2 separate regions of the Mus musculus genome follow, and region 2 is linked to region 1. A link is a contact called in public Hi-C data. All regions are on one chromosome and are shown on one strand. Each heading gives the region's core, a stretch centred on a gene start, on an enhancer-like site or on the middle of the called end of the contact. The rest is flanking DNA. Distances are from core to core; before and after follow the strand shown.

The links. Hi-C and Micro-C count contacts between places; a contact is called where the count stands out from the background.
Region 2: a Hi-C map of bone marrow-derived macrophages shows a contact between it and region 1, with 44 read pairs. The contact joins two enhancer-like sites. A contact is called at or near these places in 2 of 39 promoter capture datasets (the 3T3-L1 cell line and the C10 cell line), 2 of 15 datasets of contacts at CTCF or cohesin (large pre-B cells and pro-B cells), 4 of 484 Hi-C or Micro-C datasets (the P5424 cell line, bone marrow-derived macrophages, embryonic fibroblasts and 1 more), 4 of 115 datasets of contacts at active chromatin or transcription factors (acute myeloid leukemia, embryonic stem cells and microglia) and 4 of 9 other capture datasets (adipose tissue, bone marrow-derived macrophages, liver and 1 more).

What each region holds. Positions count from the first base shown.
Region 1 is chr5:72,777,421-72,783,575 of GRCm38.p6, reverse strand. Tec (tec protein tyrosine kinase) reads left to right here. Exons shown (of 19, transcript NM_001113460.2): 8 at 1,401-1,573; 9 at 4,090-4,155. Among named protein-coding and RNA genes, the nearest start is that of Txk, 28 kb to the right of the region's middle. Within about 2 kb of position 1,610, at least 2 of the 459 cell types and tissues checked have an H3K27ac peak or open chromatin away from gene starts, as enhancers often do. A contact at or near this core is called in bone marrow-derived macrophages, where this site is marked.
Region 2 is chr5:72,887,911-72,893,810 of GRCm38.p6, reverse strand. No RefSeq gene overlaps it. Among named protein-coding and RNA genes, the nearest start is that of Tec, 22 kb to the right of the region's middle. Within about 2 kb of position 2,115, at least 8 of the 459 cell types and tissues checked have an H3K27ac peak or open chromatin away from gene starts, as enhancers often do. A contact at or near this core is called in bone marrow-derived macrophages, where this site is marked.

The sequences.
Region 1 (6,155 bases), core at 361-2,860:
TGCTTCGGCATCTGTGCTGCTGGCACTGACCCGGCTTCTCTTTCCGACCGGCCTCTGCTCCTGGAGGGGTAACGTTACCAGCCCACTCCTGAGATCCTAGAATCCACGGATGAAGGACAGACAGACAACTTTATTACTAGTTGCTGGCTAGGCACAATTGCTGGGCTCAGCTATCTCCTGCCTCAAAGGCATGCCCTTACCAATTATTATCTCCCTTTCTTCTCCTGCCCTAAACTTAGTGGCTTGTATCAGCCATGCCCCGCCAATCTCCTGGCCCCGGGCCCATGGTGGAGACCGAAGGCCCTAGCTGCCTGGAGACCTTACATGACTGCTGCTTATTTCTCATTCCAAAGCATGGCAGAAAAAGCCTTCTCTCCTTCCCTGTGTCTCCTTTTCCTCTTGGGACCTGGAATTCCCACTTGTACCTTCCGTCCAGCAATTGGCTCCCGGCCCTCTTTATTGACAAGTCAAGGACCAATTGGGGAACAAGACCGTAGCAACAGGACCTCCCCTACCTCGTCTTTAAGTTGTGTTTGGGGTGGGTCTGTGCTTTATTGACTATGCTATGTTCAGCCATGCTGTCCTGCTTTCTTCCAGGACCACCTGAGAAGCAGGTGTGCTGGAGCCCATTTGAATAGTTCTTAATATCAGCACTATCAGCTTAGTTCTTTAGCTTTTGTTGTTGGGGTCAGTTTTATCATTGTTACCTGCTGGCATTTGGCTGTAGATTGGCCTCAGAGTCCATTTGGGAGGTGTGATATTTTAAAGGCACATGAACTGTCGTAAGAACACAGCACAATAAAGGAGTGGCTTTAGAAATGTAATGATATGCCTGTGGAGTGGGATATGGTAGAGTAACATGTAATTTGGACCCAGTCAGGACCTTAGCCAATAGGAACTGTGAGTAACTATGGGTGGCTTGCTTCAGCTGTAGGCTTATTTCATTGTAGCATCACGAAGAATAAATAAGGAAACCTGTAAGATCCTAAGCATGTGCTTTACACAATGAAGGGACAAGGGCATGCACATTGCTCGGAGTGGGAGATCTAGCAATAGAGTCCATGATGCATCAGTCTCCCACCACGTCTGGTCCTTTAGTCTGCCTAGTACCTACTTGTAAGTTCTCATTGCCTCTCTCTCTGGAAAATGATCCTTGACCTGAGGCCAAACAAGCAATTGTCAAGCAAAACCCTTGTAAATACTTAAAAAAAAAGGGCAGGCTTTGCTCCTCCCTTGAATCTTAACTCTTAAGAATTCCAACAGCACCAGCCTTGTCGTGGAGGGCTAGACCTGAGGCTTCCCTCTAGGGTGACTTGTGACTTCTGTAGTGCTTTACGGCTGTGCCTCATGATCCCTTACAAATAGAAGCTGAACTTGACAATGTGACTCTCTTTGCATAGAGAAGGCCTCCTCCACCAATTCCCCCAGAGGAAGAAAATACTGAAGAAATCGTTGTAGCGATGTATGACTTCCAAGCGACGGAAGCACATGACCTCAGGTTAGAGAGAGGCCAAGAGTATATCATCCTGGAAAAGAATGACCTCCATTGGTGGAGAGCGAGAGATAAGTATGGGTAAGTGCTTCATTGGCGTGTGACTCTCAGAGGGTGTGAGTCACGTGCCGAGGGAAGTGTGAACACTCTAATTGCTTACAACAGACTTAGTCCAGCTGGCCACGAGTGCAAGCAAACTGAATTTGCAGCATCGTGAGGGGCATTTTAAAATTTACTTAAAATTTACGTTTATTTTTGTTATTGGTGTGTGTGTGTGTCTGTGTGTGTGTTGTGTGTCTGTGTGCATGTGTCTGTGTGTGTGTGTGTGTGTTGTGTCTGCCTGCATGCCAGGGTCTACTCAAGGGTAGCTTGTGGAGCTGGTTCTCTGTCATCCTTGACTTGGGTTTCAGGGATTAAATTCAGGTTGTTTGATTTGAGTGGCTGGTTTCTTTACCCACTAAACTATCTCACCAACTCTGAAGTATATGTATCCTTAGTGATCACTCCATAAATGCAAATTAATCAATTACCTCCTTCCAGGTGTTTGAATGCATTATACTTAGTTCTCATTCACTAAAACTGTCGTCTTCCCTCTCTCCCTCTCCTTCCCTTCCCTCCTTTCTTTCTCCTTCCCTCCCACTTCCCTCCCTTCTTTCCCTTGTCTTCCTTTCCTCTCTTCCCTCCCTCCCTCCCTCCCTCCCTCCCTCCCTCCCTCCCTCCCTCCCTCCCTTTCTTCTATCCCTTTCTTCCTCCTTGCTTCCTCCCCTCCCCCTTCTCTCCTTTCTTTCTTTGTATGTGCGTGCTGGGATCAAACTTGGATCATCACACACGCTACACAGCGCTCTACATTTTGCTACATTTTTTTTTGTAAGAAGTAATTTATTGAAACTTTCTTCTAATTTCTCTCTCTCTGTATATTCACAGTATAAGGGAACAACTTATTATTCGAGTTTTTCATTATCTCTGTCAGTGTGTATATAGGTATAAATGTATATAAGATACACATATATGTATATATACAGTAAGCATTACTTGTACAGGTAATTTAAGTCTTAAAGGAAGAGACCATTGGCATGTGCCCCCATACCTGACTTGGATGTCTCCTGTGGGCTTTTTGTTTGTTTGTCTGTCTTTTTGTTTTATTTTACACTTTCCATTTTTGATCTGTTGACGAGATGAGTTTATTTAGCTTATCAAATGAACCATCATCATCTATCGCAAGTGGACCGTCTGCTTCTTGGGATGTTTGGCATACCTCTGTGTCATCTCATTTTTGGTAATCTGGTGGTTGGAGTTAGAAGCTTGGTCACCTTAGAGATGAGCTCTAGCTGTGCTGTTGTCGGTGGTACCGAGTTCGTGGTTCAGGAACTGGCCTGACAGACACACTGTAAAGTTCTCTTACTGTGTTCCCTCTTGATGCTAGAGAGCCACTCTTTGACTAGGCGTTACAAAATGATGCCTTTCCTAACTCTGCCAGCATACCCAGCATTTCATCCTCCAAGCACCTGCCTTACAGATGAGTGCATCAGGCCCTGTAGGAGAGGCAGATAAAGCTGATCTTGAACTCTCACTGTTTTTCAGGAGTTGATGACTGGATTTCCTCTGATGATTACAGTGGTACCCAGTAGTTTTTCTTACCATCGTGGATTCTTTTATGTAGGTTTTGATCCAAAGTAGCCATCATTCTGTTGCTTAGTTCAGTGGTAGCTGCTGTGATTTTTCTTTCCTTTCTGGCTCAGTAAAATAACTCAAGTTCACCTTGTATTTTTCCTCGCCAGACCTGCAGTTTGATATTTCAAGGGAATTCTGCCTCTTTTAGTCAGAAACAGTGTTTTATAAATAATAGGTGGAATTCTGGGATTCTATTTGTTAGTATACTGTTATCGCTTCTAGGCTTCTGTCGGTGCAGAAAAATGTGTGCACGTCTGCATGTTTATGATAAGCTTTTACTAAAAGGTTCAGTACCAAATAAAACACTATAAAGCATCTACTTTTAAAAAATTTTATACATGAGTTTCATAACTCCTACTAAACAGTACATAGGAGTTTCTGGGGGTAAAATGGAAGGTTCCTTTGTACCATACAGGCCTTCTCGATTCCTAACAATAATTTTTCCTTTAAAAAAAGTTCCTTATGATACTAATTCAGAGGGCACGTGCTCCCATTGGATGCTGTCCTGCAGTACTTGTTGAGGTATTAGAGCAGCTGGTGACTCCATTCAATGCTTACACCTTGTGATGTAGTAGTTTCATTAAGACATTCCAAGAAATGATCATTTCTTCTTCACCAGCAGCATGGAATATTGGCAAGTTTAAACCCTGCTGCTGGCTGACTTTGGGGGTGGGCCCAAGAGAGCATCTTAGTCTAGTTTTTGGTTCTTCATGAGAAATTGGGTATCATAATGTCTGCATATCCATAATCTCTGTGGGGATCAAACATGGGCACACATTGTAAAGTGTGAGACAATACAGATATATTGAATTATTGGGATGGGTGCGTTTTCCTATAAACTTTAGGTAATGGGCTTTAGAAGACCAGTTGCCTTTCCTGAGACAAACAGTAAAGTCGTTTCTCTTTGTTTGCTTGTCCACTTCTAGGAGTGAAGGATATATCCCAAGTAATTACGTCACAGGGAAGAAATCCAACAACTTAGATCAATATGAGTAAGTAGGCTTGTAAGAGTGGGGAGCCAGAAACTGTCCTTTTCCTAGTTGTGTAAGACATTTTAAAGATGAAGGGATAACTTCCATGTCTTTAGAAGGTGCTGACATATACTTAATGCTGGTGCCTGCCCTAGTAAAAACGTGAGACTTATCTCTAGAAGACATTTTCTTTGAATATCTTGTGTGGGAATACCATTCCTTCAGCAGGCACTGTTGAACTGGGTTTGAACAAACATAGCTCAGCTGAGTTTGAAGTAAATATCATTGTTCATTCATTCAAGGTAAGGGAGCATTTCCTAGAGGAAATGTTTCATTGGTTTTTGTTTTTGATTTTTGTTTTTTTCAAGTGAAAAATAACACTGTGTGATTATAGTTTTTTCTTTTAAAACTTTGAAAACAGGAAAAAACATTACTAAGGAAATATTTTGAATAAGATTTGACCTTTGTCATTCATGATATTTTTCTTTTTCCACCGGGTAATGAGTGCGTTTTGAGTTTATTTGTCTTCCTGCCATTAAATAGTCTTTGAAAATATTTTCATAGCTGCATTATAACTCATTCAGTCACAAGTTTATAAAATGTTTTTTTGAGTTCTTGGCATTGATCTACTGTTGGATGAGGGCCAATGGCTACAACCAGTATATGGACACATAATAATACAATTGCCTTCTTATTAGAGAGGTATTGGATTATTTCAGGTGGTTTTGCTATAGTAAAATAATTGGGATAACCTCCTCTGCTGCCTTAAACCATCTCTCTGAGATCCTTTGTTGAGACTCCTGATGCATACTGCCCAACTTTACAGCAACATTTTACTTTCTATGTCCACAGGCAGTGCATAGCCAGGTTCCAGTGCACAGCCCATGGGTATCACTGCACTGTGGCCCTCCTGAGGCAGGATGTTAATATGACATTTACTTCCTTAGAGCAACAAGTGGTTCTCTGCTCTCTCTCCATGATGACATGGGCATCTCCTAATCTAGAGGACCACCAGGGTCTGACAACCCAGCATCAGTGGCATGGTCCTTTAATGTCCATGCACACGGTGTACAATTATGTACTATATAGTGTGTTTTTATCAAATGGACTGTGTGCCTGACCATCTTTCCATAGGATTGTGATGGAGCTGAAGAATTCTTATTGCCTAATATCTTTGTGTTTTCTGTGTCTGTAGATATGCAAATGCTTACCCTATGCTATAGTGGTCTTTACTGTTTGCGTAGTGGCATTCTGCATAATTCTGTAACATAGCACTTGAGAGCTGTTGCCTACTTCATGTAGTCTGGGGTGGGGGGTTGTAGTAGATTGTAGGTACCATGGGCATAGTGGGCTATATGAGCTAGGTCTTTTAAATGCACTCTATGAGACTTCCTTAATGACAGTTGCCAGACTATGTATTTCTCTGTAGTTTCCTTATCTTAATAGATAATTATGTAAACTACAGTGGCTTGGCTCTTGCATATGTCTTAGGAAACTATAACAAAATCCTTAGAAACACGGAATATGCCCAAAGGCTCAAACTTCAACTGATCTGAAATGACAGGACCAAAGACTATTGATAATATATTTCATGGAAGCCAGACATTCTTGGTGTAACTATAAATATACCTTATGGCTCACAGGATGTCAAGTAAGGATTGTATTCCTGGAGTTTGTAACTTGGATATGAGTATTTGGGTTATAGCGCCACTTGGAAATGTAATCTCATTGAAGAACTTTTCTCCTCTAGATGACTCCAGTGTGAGAGTCCCTCAGCATCTGCCAGGGATGGGAGTCCATCTTGTCATTACGCTGGGCAGCAAGGCTGAAGGCTGTCCTCAGAGTCCTTGCTTTGTGCCTCCCTATGCTTGGTTCTGTTTTGTTGGGGTTTGCCCACATTGGTTGGGTTAGTAACACATCTTCCATGTCCTCATGGAGGTTGAGACGAATGTGTTTCTGTTTGTTTGGGTCAATTAGGAACCCCAGATCTCTGCTGTTCTTGGGTCAGACCCAGGTCTACC
Region 2 (5,900 bases), core at 866-3,365, 110 kb before region 1:
ACGGTCTGAGGATGGCTATGGATAATCAGATTCTTAAGAATTGGTTATCATCAGTCAGACCACATGAAAGGGATGGGGGGAGGGGCGGATACTGTATTAAAACCTGCCAACTGCATCAGTGATCAGCAAGACTTCTTTTCAAATTCCCTTCACATGGTGCCATAGAAAGAGTTAAGAAATGTTCTATGTGTTCAGGAAGGAAAGGGGAGGAAGCCAAATGTCAAGAGATCACCTGGGATCGGGGACATACAGAATTGGGGCTGGCAGGTTAAGCAGGTCTGGGACTGAGACAGTAAACTTAATCTGTGGCTTGGTGGCTTCTGCCAAGAAGGTGGCTCATGGGAAAAAAAAAAGGGTGTGTGTGTCATTTGACCTAGATACTGGTTGGGGAAAACAAATCTATGTAGAAATAAACATAAAAAAGATGGTGGAAGGCAAGCTACTCAGTGTTGCAGAAGGGCGTACAGATGAAGAGAGAAGCCAAGGTTGTCTTTACAGACTTGCCGTGATATCATGGTTTATGAGTTACAGATGTTGGCTATGTATAGGTATGAGTTACAGATGTTGGCTATGTATAGGTATGAGTTACAGATGTTGGCTATGTATAGGTACAGTATGGATGGGCGTGGGGGTCTGTTTGGCAAGAATGCCTGGTAAGAGTGGCATCTTGGTAACAGTGAGCACGCCTCACACCAGTTTGGTGTCTAAAGTAATTGACTGAAAGGACCTGGAGCTCACTGGAGAAGTTTCCAATTCCAGGTTGCCGAGGGAGACCCAAGATAAGATAAAGATCATTTTGCAACTGAGAATAGGGAAGGTCTCAGGTCTACAGGACATGTTAAAGAGGATCCCACTTGCCAAATTTGGGACAACATTAGCACCAAAAATAAATATTAGTTGTGGATTCTAAGCCAAAGAGTAAAATGAAATATGCCATATATTGGCATGCAGAAGTGAATGAATGTGTAAGTGAGTGTCCATATTATAATAGCCTGCCAAGTAGGGAAGGTAAAAGAAACAACAGAGTCAGGAGGCAGCAGCTGCTAACAGTTGAGGAAACAGTTGGTCAAAGTTTCACTAGAGAAAGGATGCTTGTATGGTCCCAACCTGTTATCCCATCAACATACTGGGTTTGGGTTTGTTTGTTTGTTTGTTTGTTTGTTTTAACTAGGAGCCGGAAACATTATTCACTTAGCAACAGAGAAACAAAATAGTTGCTCATTAAAGAGACAAGTTGATGCTGCGTGCCTCCTGATTTTGTTCTGAGAAAAGAAAATTGAGTGAGGGATGGAGGGAATATAGATGATTGATGGATGGGCAGATAGAAAGACAGACAGAATGTTAAAGCACCATTAAGCAGTGAATCCGAGTCCTAGATGAAGAGGATATAATACCTTTAGGCTCGTGTTGTATAATTTTCTCCCCCCCTCCCATTATTTTTTTTTAGAAAGTACCATATCCTTTTAAAAAATTAGGTATTTATTTCATTTACATTTCCAATGCTATCCCAAAAGTCCCCCACATGCTCCCCCACCCACCCACTCCCACTTCTTGGCCCTGGCGTTCCCCTGTACTGGGGCATATAAAGTTTGCACAACCAATGGGCCTCTCTTTCCAGTGATGGCTGACTAGGCCATCTTTTGATACATATGCAGCTAGAGTCAAGAGCTCCGGGGTACTGGTTAGTTCATAATGTTGTTGCACCTATAGGGTTGCAGATCTCTTTAGCTCCTTGGATACTTTCTCTAGCTCCTCCATTGGGGGCCCTGTGATCCATCCAATAGCTGACTGTGAGCATCCACTTCTGTGTTTGCTAGGCCCCAGCACAGTCTCACAAGAGACAGCTATATCTGGGTCCTTTCAGCAAAAAATATAACTCTTAGAAAAACACCACTGACACAGTATGAGTGAGTAAATTGGCTAGGAGAGACAGTAAGTATTTGAGGTGTGAGATGCAAGACGCGAGACGTGAGGTGCAATCTCAGTTACCACCAGGATCCGGATCACAATCCCGGTGACATTCCGGCAGCTAGTGTCCACACCCTTCAAAGTAAAAAGTCAATACCTCGAGGTAACAGAGAGACAATGCAGTAACCTCGCCGAAAGCCAGGAAGCGCCACCTAGTGGCAAGAAGGAGACTTTACTATGGAATTCAAACTGCGGGGGCCCATTTGGGCTCCTACCAGCCAGGGCGTCAAAATCCCCAGGGTGATCTATCTTCAGCTAGCTTGATAAAGTCAAATTTACCAAGTGTCTTAATGATTACTGAAAAGTTTTTTTTTTTCCTGAGAGGATTTAGTTTTCGTTTGTTTGATTTGTTTTTTAATGCAAGAATACTTTGCAAGGCTGGGTGGTGCACAGCATCTGTCTTTAATCCCAGCATTTGAACTCAGTGAGCCTCCTGCCTCTGTCTTCCGAGTGCTGGGGTTAAGGCACCAGCCGGGCTCAGCTGCAACAAGTGTTCTTAACCACCATCTCTCTATCCCTCTCAATATTTTATTTATTTAGAGGAAAACCTTCTGAAGCAAAGATGGCAAAAAATATGTAAATAACGTAGAAAAGACCACGTATTGGACATTGATTTATTTAGTGAGTTATAGAAAGCACTGCTGTACTGCCTAGTTACCAAGCGTGACTTGCTTCTGTTCTAGGTACCCTTGCTACCTGGAACAGAAAGCCCGGGAGCCGAAACAATGGGCCATATCCTTTAACAACCTGCTGACTGCTGACTGCCACATAGGCTTCTGTAAGATCTACACTGTTCACTCCACACTGTGGGTTTAGACCAGTGTTTCTCAAGCTTCACAATGCTGAGACCCTTTAATACAGTTCTTCATGCTGTGCTGACCCCCAGCCATACAATCATTATCGTCGCTAATTCATCACTGTGATTTTACGAGTGCCATGAATTGTAATGTAAATATCTGATAGTGACCTCTGTGAAACAGTTGTCCCTAAAGGGGTCACAACCTACAGGTTGAGAACCACTGTTTTAGAGTAGAAAATGAAACTACAAATAGGACCCGATCCTGAGGGCTTTCAGGAACGATCCTGACTTCAGTCTACCCATGACATCTCTTCCTCTCCCCTCTGTGTCAGAGTGCTTATTCCAGAAAGATAGGCACTATTTAAATAGAGATGGTGAGACTAAAGGGGTAGTCCAGTGGTTAGGATCACTTGCTGTTCTTCTAGAGAACCCCGGTTCAATTCCCAGCACCCACGTGGTGGCTCACAGCTATGTTACTCCAGTTCTTCTTCTTCTTCTTCTTCTTCTTCTTCTTCTTCTTCTTCTTCTTCTTCTTCTTCTTCTTCTTCTTCTTCTTCTTCTTCTTCTTCTTTTGTTTTTGTTTGTTTGTTTGTTTGTTTTTTGGTTTTTCGAGACAGGGTTTCTCTGTGTAGCCCTGGCTGTCCTGGAACTCACTTTGTAGGACCAGGCTGGCCTCGAACTCAGAAATCTGCCTGCCTCTGCCTCTCAAGTGCTGGGATTAAAGGCGTGTGCCACCCCGGTTTACTCCAGTTCTAATCCAGTGCTTTCACCTGCCCTCTGTAAGCATGGCACACATGTGGCACGCAGGCAAAACATTCATATACATGAAATAATAAAAAAGAATTAAAAATTGACATGGTAAAGCGAGGTGTGGTGGTGCATGCTTTTAATCCTAGCACTTGGGAGTTGGGAGGCAGACAGAGCTCTGTGAGTTCCAATCCAGCTGGGGCTACAGAGTGGAACACACACACACACACAGAGAGAGAGAGAGAGAGAGAGAGAGAGAGAGAGAGAGAGAGAGAGACAGAGAGACAGAGAGACAGAGACAGAAAGAGACAGAGACAGAGCGAGAGACAGAGAGAGACAGAGAGACAGAGAGAGAGAGAAAGACAGAGACAGAGAGAGAGACAGAGACAGACAGAGACAGACAGAGACAGACAGACAGACACAGACAGACAGAGACAGAGACACGCACACACACACAGAGGAATTTTGAGATGATAGGCCAATGCTTAGGATATTTTCTGTAGATTTGGGATATTTGATAATTTTAAAAATTAGGTTATTAAAGAAAACATTAAAATTATAGAAGTATTGCAGTTTACCAGGGTGCTGGGCATGGAACCCAGGGCCTCACAGGTGCCATACAAGCACTGTAGCACAGCTAAGTCCCCTCTCACTAGTGTAACAATCGACTGAGCCACTCATGTCTATAATGATGTAAAGACGTTCATCAGATTTATCGTATGTGTTTGCATCCTAACCTGGACCCCAGGCGCTCTGTGCTTTGTGTTGCAGGATTTGAACAGATAGTTTAAATCCACAGCCCCCAAAAGCACGTTGTCCAAGACAAAGCCTGTGTGCAAGTTCAACAACAGCAACAACAACAACAACAACAACAACAGCAACAACACCTTACTGACCTGTGTAAGAGTAGAGGAATCTTGGGAAGTCCTTTCAAATCATACTGTCATTGGGCACTGAGGGATGGGAGGGTGGGCACCCAACCAAGACAATCCTGGAAACAAGCGTTCTTTGATTTTAACTGGAGTTTACCCTTACATCAGAAAGTTATCCTAGGGACAGAATTAACTTGTAAGTATGGGTGTTAGGTGTGTGGGTATGTGCCAAAGCACACTTGTGAAAGGCAGGGGACAAGCTTCAGGGACTGATTTTCTCCTTATGGGTCCTAGGGATTGAATTTAGGTCTTCCATCAGAATTGGCAGCAAGCCCCTGAGCTGTCTCTGTTGTCTAGAGTGCTTTTGTATTGTTCCTTCTTCATTGTTCTGATGTAGTAAACACTCCCCGGCTGTCCTTCCTTATATCTATGTGGGAAAGTTTCATTGGCACAAGGACACCCTTAGCTTTACAAGGTGTGGCTGGCTTTCTTCCTAATGGCTGTACCTGACACTCAACAGAAAATCGCATCCTCTCCTAGGCCAGTACTGAAAGCCTTTCCAGTCGGAGGAAAGTCAAGCTTTGAATCTTTATTGCTTCACTTTGTAATTTGCACTTGTAATTACCAGCAGGCAGAACTTGTGTTTCTATGTTTTACGGTTAGGTTTTCTTCGAAACACACCTGTTTATGTTCTTGGCCCATTTTTATAGATGTTATTTTCTCTTTCATCTGTCTGACTTCTATTTATTATGGATTTTACCATTTTCCCCTGCTGGGCATTATGAGCACTTTCTCTCACATATTATTTGGTGACTTTAATGCGCATTCGATAAACAAAATATTTGAATGCAACGTAATGAAAGTTATGGCCTCCATGTCCCCAATTAGTTTTTAATTGACCAATAAAAGTGCCACTGGCCAGTGCTGGGAAAAAGGAGGTGGGGCGGGACCCTTAGAGTTGCGCAGGCTAAGATGCAGGGAGAGAGAGAGAGAGATCATTATACTTGGGAAAGAGAGCCAGAACAGACTCAGAGCTGTAGAGAAGATCATTTAAAATATAGGCAGAAAGGGAAAGCAGCTCATAGGAGGGCTGCCTGGTAGCGCCTTGGGCAGCAAAGAGGAAGGGGGCATCACAGAAGGTAATCGGGCAGCAAAGTCAAGGTAGATTTGGAAGGTGTTCAGACAGAGTACTGGAGGGAAGGGCACGCCAGTTGCGGGAGGCTTAGAAGTGCTCAGCCATTGAGCCATTAAGTCATGTTAAGAACACTCTAATGTCTGTGTGTCTACTCTAATGTCTGTGTGTCTTTCATCCCTGGATCCAAAGAGACCCTGGGCGGGTGGCTGGAAGCACGGCCCGCCCACGAGCGTAAAGGTGGGTACCTAAAAACTGCATGCCACGTAAGTGGACAACTCAAGACTGTCGATAAGAAAATACGATTTTAGGCAAAGGTTTTCCCTGGCCAGATGGAAGAACTTCACCCCAAATCAAGGTTTCAGCACTCATCTTGATTCCT